Linked DNA regions of Mus musculus: region 1 is linked to region 2. Evidence: chromatin contacts called from public HiChIP or PLAC-seq data. All regions are on one chromosome and are shown on one strand. Each heading gives the region's core, a stretch centred on a gene start, on an enhancer-like site or on the middle of the called end of the contact. The rest is flanking DNA. Distances are from core to core; before and after follow the strand shown.

Region 1 (3,296 bases), core at 64-2,563, 570 kb before region 2:
CAGAATCTCCATTTCTCGGTCTGTCAGAGGGAGCTCAGGCTGGCTAGAGAAATGGAAAGAACTAGGGATCACGCGTAGTCAGAGTGGATGTGGCTCCTGGGGGATGGGGGTGGGGCTAAGGGAATGATGGGGCTGAGGAGGAGCCCCATGCACAGTCTTGGGGTTCCCATGGCGTTTCATCACTGACCAGCTACCAGGATGCTCTAAAATGTGATACATATTTAACACGGGCCAGTCCTTGAAATTAATGCAAAATAGTAAGGCTGTCCACAAGGCCATCCCTCAGTTTACTGAGGAACACTGGGCTGGCCTCCTGTTAGCTGAACTACTGAAAAATCCAAGTCTCCCCCAACCTCTCAGCCAAGCCCTTGGGAGTTTATGGTGCAGTGATGTTGCCTGGGGCAGAACCTAACTGGGGTGGGAGTGGGGTCTGAGACCCACCTCCTTCCATACACTCTTGTCCAGATGAGCTTGTCAAGTGCAAGACAGCACTCTGAAGCTTAGTGAAATACACTCACCAGAACTTACCACTGCAAAGGGGGCCAGGGCTGCCCACAGCCTCTCATGCTCTCACTGTTTGCCTGGCTCCCTCTTGTCAAGTGTGGGCTCAGTGCCACTGGAACCAGAGTCTGCTTAGACTTACCCATCAGGCTTGCTGGCTGGGGAACTGGGCTTCACTGGGCTTGTTGGCGATGGCCGCCCCTGCTTCTCAATGGTTAGCCTCACTAGCTCCTGTGAGGGAGAAGGGGGAGGGGATGACACCACTGTACCTTTAGCAAGAGGCAGGGCTTCTAAGACCCACATTTGTGTCCACACATTTCCTACGCGGGGTAATCTGCACAACCCCTAACATGCCTCTTTCACTCTAAAAATACCATAGCAGCATACTGCAAAGTTTCAACTGCATCATGTACTTCCTTTTGAAAGGGGAAATGGCAAGTCCGGGTGTTTAGATGAACAGACCATTACAGACTTGTATTCCTGTGCAGTCTGGGGAGGGTGGCAGGCGGTTTTGGCTCCTTAAAGCTGTCATGTTATGCACAATGGTGCACTTAGCCACTTGGCTTCTGGCTTTTAGTGTTTTCCCAAAGTGCACTGGCTTAGTCAATGCAGGAACTGGAGCCCCAGTGGACTGGCTGGCTGGGAGCCTTGTCAATGGACTTAGAGTGAAGGTTATGTGACCTTCTAAAAGCAGAGAAATGGCTTTGAAAGAAAATAAAAAATGGTACTCTGAAAATAGTAGAGAAGAGGGAAGATAAGGGGTGTGGTGTTTCAGCTGGGACACATTTTATCCTGTTCCATGACTTTTTTTTTTTTTTTTTTTTTTTTTCAACAGGGTCTCTCTGTGTAGAAGTGCTGAGGTTAAAGGCATGCACTACCACTCCAGACCACTTTAATGATTTTTCCCAGGTGAACGCTATGCTCCACAGTGTGAACACCACTTGGGGTGGGAAGCCCACCCTCACCTGTTCTTCCCTTCTGCTATCCCAGCACTCTGTACTTTCTGCCTAGATTGCTGTGGGCCCCCAGGATGGCCATACATGGGCCTTGCAGTGTGTACACTTGAAGGGCTGTGCATTATGGTGGCTGTCCCATGGATGCCATAGAAATGGACCTCCTGTGTGTGCGACACTTATAGCTGTATGCTCACATGACAGGTGGAGATCAGAGGTTGGCCTTGGGAGCCCTCACTTTCTTTTTTGGGACAGAGTCTCTTACTAGCACCTGGAGATCACTGAGTACACTGAGTGAGGCTAACTGGCCAGAGTGCTCTAGGGATCTATCCATCTGTCTCTTGATTCCCTAGTGCTGGGATTACAATTATGGCCACGATACCTGGCTTTCTCTGTGCATTGTAGGAATCGAACTCTGGTCATGATTATGTGAGATGTGCTTTACAGAATGAGCCATCACTCCAGCTTCACCTTTCAAAATTGTAGAGGTAGAATTCACATACCATGAAATTCAGCTACTCTAAGTGTGAGTGAGCACATGTGCGGTCCTTAACACAACCAACTTTAGGACAGAAATTCTGAACCTGCACAGTCCCCCGACTCTCTGGCTGCCCATGGCAAAGACCACTCTCTTTCTGGCCATCCCCACCTGCCTCAGGGAGTCCAGGTAGGCTCTTTTTCACTGCTGACCAGTGTTCTGGTATATTGCTGCACACAATCTCCTCACTGCTCTCTGCTGCTGGTGATGGTCTGTGTGCACGAGGGAAGAGCACACAGTACCTCTGAGAATGCAGAGCTGGGTAACCTAACCACATCTCCCTGACCAGGGGCAAAGAACTAGCATTTCCCAAAGCAGCTTCTTTTGACAACATAAAAACTACGAAAAAAGATAAACATACACAAAGAAATATTAACGAGGAGTTTTGCAGATGCAAAGGGTGTTATGATCATGAGAGCTTCTCAAGTTTGATGGCAACAAAATAAAACTTGCAGACACGCGGTAGGGTGGGGCAGGACAGGATCAGTAAGAATGAGTGTCACTCTGGGCAGCAGGCATGCATCAAAAGCCTTAAGTATCTGTTAGGAGGATTCTGTCTGAGGAAAATGCCATGGATATATGTAAAAGCTCAGTTGTGAGGATGTCACCACAGGTAAAATGAGACTGTTCATAGCACCATTAAACACTTTGAGTACCAAGTATGCAGATGTGACAGATCCATCAAAGGGCCACTCTGAAGTCAGTAAGAATAAAGTCACAGCAGGAACACAGGCCATAGTAACATCATGGAAAGATGGTGGAATACCAGGCATACTAGGTGCAGAAAAGCCCTACCTGCTTTGATGGGGTACACTGTAAATTTTGGAAACAAGATCAAAACCCCTTTTGTGTGTGTGTGTGTGTTTTTAATGTAATTTATGTATTTAATTGTATCTTCTACATTTTTGAAAATGGACACAAATTAATTCTAAGAAAACTGCCACCCCCAAGTCATGAGAGGGATGTCCATGGAACCAGATCCAGGCTCACCCCGTTCTGCTCTTGGAGTCATGTGGAAGTAAGATCCTGGGGAGGCTGAGGCTAGCCCCAGGAAGGGGCCTTCGACTTGCTTCACAGTCCAGAGCACAAGTGTCAGAGGGAGGCAAGGGAAGCAGCTGGAGGCAGCCGCTCCCACACTCGCTACCTGGAGGAGTGCACAGGAGTGGCAAAGGCAGGTCCCTTGAAAGCCTTGGCTGGGATCAAAGTGTCAGACCCAAGTGACTCAGAAGCCTTCAATTCTCAATCTTTCTGCCTCAGCATCATGAGTGCCTCCACGTTAAGCCAATCGTACTCCAGCAAGCAGG
Region 2 (3,789 bases), core at 982-3,481:
CAAGCCCAAAGTAGTCACAGCATCTGTTATATACTGGGGTGCTAGGTGCTGGAGTGGGACTAGATTTCAACACTTTAGTTAGGATCAAATTTCCCTGAATGCTTCCTTCCGACAGTAAGCTCCACTTTGTCTTCCTGTTTAAGAGCTACTGCAAATTACCTCGTGCAAGAACGGCACCTCATCTCTGGCTCGGTGGTACTCAGCCACACACTCTAAGCAGTAGCAGAGGTCTTCATCAGCTGTCTGAAATTCACTTGACCCAGTGCTAGATGCATAGCGCTTTAGGACATCAATGGTGGAAGACCCACCTGGAGTACACCAACAGCATGTGCTCATGCTGCACCTGTAGCTAAAAAGAACAAGGGACACTTACAGAAAATTTAACACTCAAGACTTACTCTTTACGACTTTCTACTTCATCTAGAAACTGCCTCCACAGCCAAAATACTCTGTTGGTCCATCTTAACTGATTAAACCCAAATCTGAAAGCAAGGCAGAGGTGAAGCACAGTAGCAGAGTAGGGGTCATGCAAAGGAGTTGAGGCTTGGTACCATGAAGAGAGCCTATGAGAGGCTATTGGTGAAGCCTAGCTACAGCGGAACAGTGTTTTGGAGATGCCAGTACCATGAGATGACCAGAAGAACAGCAGAAAAAGTGGAGTATAGGCATCTGGAGCCTAGAGGACAAGGTATGGGCTGGAGAGATGCCTCAGGGGTTAAAAGCACAGGATGCTCTTCCAGAGGTCCCAGGTTCAATTCCCGGTAACGACCAGTCCAGGAGATCTGACACCCTCACACAGACACATGCAGGCAAAACACCAATATGCATAAAAAGTAAATTATTAAAAAAATAAATATTTCACTAAGTGCTCCATTGAGAGTGCTGACACCAACTCCATCTCTAGAGCAGTAACCTCAGGATCACCTTGTCCCTCTCCTCTGCTGCATCTGAGTCTAGCACTCCTCCTTTCTTGAGTCTTCCTATTCTTTCATCATTTGCCCGAATTACTAAGTCTAATCTCTCTGCCTCACCTGACCTACCTCCAAAAATTCCTAACAAAATGCTGCCAGAGGTTACTGCACACATTAGACTTATTTTAAAAAAAAAATTAAAGATTTGTTTTATTTATATGAGTACAGTGTAGCTATCTTCAGACACACCAGAAGAGGGCATGTCAAGGTATGGATCTATGCCACATTTTTAACTCTAGTACTTATCAAATAACTAAAAAAGAAGTTATTGTTTAATAAGACAATTACCTTGACCAAGGTCCTACAGAGAAGTGATGCTCTTTGTGATTGCTGGGCTTATCTGTGAGATGTGGCTCTGCATTCAGACAGATTCACACTTTGGCCCCCAAAAAGAACATTTCTGAAATTAAAATAAAAACTGATAAAATGTCCCTTACATTATGCATCTCACCTGGGCCTTGTGTCATCTAATGAGTTACCTAGGTCAGGTTAGATCCACACACTACTGGGGGGAACGGCTTAACACTGATCCCCCCCCCCAACTTCCCTAGGGACTGTTCTCCTCCAGGGGCCAAATAGGCACTTGATCACATCCGCTGTGGGCGTACGGGAGGCTGTCCACACCGCAACGCCTGGTACGGCGGGGAGGGCGTCCGGGTGCCCATGCGGAAGCGACGCCAGGACAGAGGGTCGGATCCTTACCCGGGAGGCCTCCCTCGCCCCGAAGCTAAGGGTCCTCGCTGTACATCGTTGCCCAGGGCCGGCGGTGCTGATGCCAGAACAGCAGAGATCCGGGGGCGGGCCTCGCTTGCAGGAAACACCAAGCGCTGCCCGCCCTTGGTAGCAGCGGCAAGCCGCCGCTCTCACCAAACGCAGCTCTCCAGAAGGGTCACAGCAGGCGCCCGCTCCCGCAGGCCGCGCGCAAGTTCCCAACGGCAGTAAGCCGCGCGCCCCTCACCGCGCACGCGCTCTCCTCTCCTGCTCGTTCGCCCGCTCGCGGCTTGTCCGCGGCGCGTCTCACCCCGGCTAGGCCCGGCTGCAGCGCGCTAACCCACCTCCATGCCCCCCGCTAGAACAGCAGACGGAAGGGCAAGGCGACGCCCAACGCCCAACCCGCCGCTGCCGCGAGAGCGGACCCCGCCCTCAGCCCGCCCCCGCCAGAGCCGGCTTGTTGTGGTACACCAAGGGGGCGGACCATGGGGGCGGACGGGAGGTGGAAAGTGCAGCAGCGGGGAACAACCGGCCTGACCGCTGAGTGGCGTCACTTCCGGAACGAGGGGGGTAAGTCCGACCAATCAAGGACTCCCGTCCAAAGGAGCGGTAAATTAGCCGAGGAGCCTGTCCCCGCCCCTTTCCTCGTCCCGCCCCCTTTCTCACCCCGCCCCTTCCCCGACCCTCTTCGGGGAGATGCTTACCTGCTGGTTCCCTTTGGGCTCTTCCGCTCCCCAACGTCCGCGACGTCTGTCACGTTTCCGTCCGAAACCTAAACAATAAAATGTGTGCGTGATTCTGCAAGGGCGCCCCAAGTCGAGGGCTCTGCCCGTTTCCGACCCAGAACAGGCTCCGATAATGGAACACAGTCATGTCAGATTTCCCAAAGGACAGTTGGGTGGCCCAAAACCTCTCCTCCTCAAAAACGGAATTTAGGAAAAAAACAAATCACTTTACAAGCCCGGCAGCCTGTGGTCCCTGTACTCAGAAGGCTTAAAGCCAGCGCATCCAGGCCCAAAGGCCAGCCTCGTACAGAAAGCGATTTCGAGGCCTACATTACATTCACCAAAATTTTAAAATTAAAATAATTCTTTTTTTTAAAAAGGAAAGGGTGTGATGAGGTTTCAACTCCAGACCTGGAGGTCAGCGATTTGGAGGCCTAAATTAACCAAAAATTAAAAGTTAACATTCTTTCTTTTTCTTTTTTTTTTTTTCCTTTTTTTTTTTTTTTTAAAGGAAAGTGTGCAAGAAAGTAACTCAGGAGCACTCACCTGTCACACTGTAACACTGGGTTCCATTGCCAACGCCACAGAAAAGAACAAGGCTCTTAGAGGTGGCAGGTGGGTCAGAGACCTTCCTACCCTGGAGAACCTTAACGCAGAATGAGAAGCCAGCGCCTGAAGCACGAGGGTAAAGCTCTAAGGAACGTTCCAGAAAAGGGGGTGTGGTTTATAAGGCAGCAGATGACCGTTAGAGGGGCTTTAGCCAATCAGGAAGCGGCAGTTGAAGCTGACCGTTATTTTCTCCCCCCCCCCTTTTTTTTCATTTCGTCAAAGGTTTCTATCAAAATCAAAGTTGCAGAAAGTGGTTTCAAACTAGAAGCACTATATGTATGCATGGTTTTTAAAGTAACACATTTATGATAGTTTTTTTTTAAACAAGACTCTTGATAGCTAACTGAAATTTTCAGAAATGAGGGGAAATGATAGAAACTACCCGCAGTTCCTTGTCCCTGATGATACAGATCCTGGCAGAATTCGTAACCCAGATTTCAGACTTCAGCAATATACCATGCTTTATTCGTGAAAGGACATAAATGCTAAGTTACTCTTGAGTGTAAGAAACACAAGTCTGACGCTGGAGCGAGAGCTCAGCAGTTAGGAACACTTACTGATCTTCCAGAGGACCCAGAGTTAATTTTCTAGCGCCACATTGCAGTTCACATCTGTCTGAAACTTCGGTCCTAAGTGATGAGAACAGATGCCCTTCTCTGGGGCCGGCAATGGGTGCACATACAAGCAGGCAAAACACTCCTACACATAAAGATGAAATAAAAAGCAAATATATAATAATTACAAATAAGTATTACGTTACATTATATTTTTAG

The links. HiChIP or PLAC-seq counts read pairs in DNA pulled down with a chosen protein or histone mark.
Region 1: a contact with region 2 is called in an H3K4me3 HiChIP or PLAC-seq map of bone marrow-derived macrophages, with 2.7 times the contacts expected there. The contact joins the enhancer-like site here to the promoter of Setx in region 2. A contact is called at or near these places in 3 of 39 promoter capture datasets (hippocampal neurons and liver) and 5 of 115 datasets of contacts at active chromatin or transcription factors (astrocytes, bone marrow-derived macrophages, embryonic forebrain and 1 more).

What each region holds. Positions count from the first base shown.
Region 1 is chr2:29,696,433-29,699,728 of GRCm38.p6, reverse strand. Rapgef1 (Rap guanine nucleotide exchange factor (GEF) 1) reads right to left here. Exons shown (of 26, transcript NM_001039087.1): 6 at 644-732; 7 at 1-43. Among named protein-coding and RNA genes, the nearest start is that of Gm13420, 54 kb to the left of the region's middle. Within about 2 kb of position 1,313, at least 27 of the 459 cell types and tissues checked have an H3K27ac peak or open chromatin away from gene starts, as enhancers often do. A contact at or near this core is called in bone marrow-derived macrophages, where this site is marked.
Region 2 is chr2:29,123,434-29,127,222 of GRCm38.p6, reverse strand. It overlaps Setx (senataxin), which reads right to left and starts at 2,231. Exons shown (of 26, transcript NM_198033.2): 1 at 1,674-2,231; 2 at 1,260-1,371; 3 at 160-349. The coding sequence starts at 336.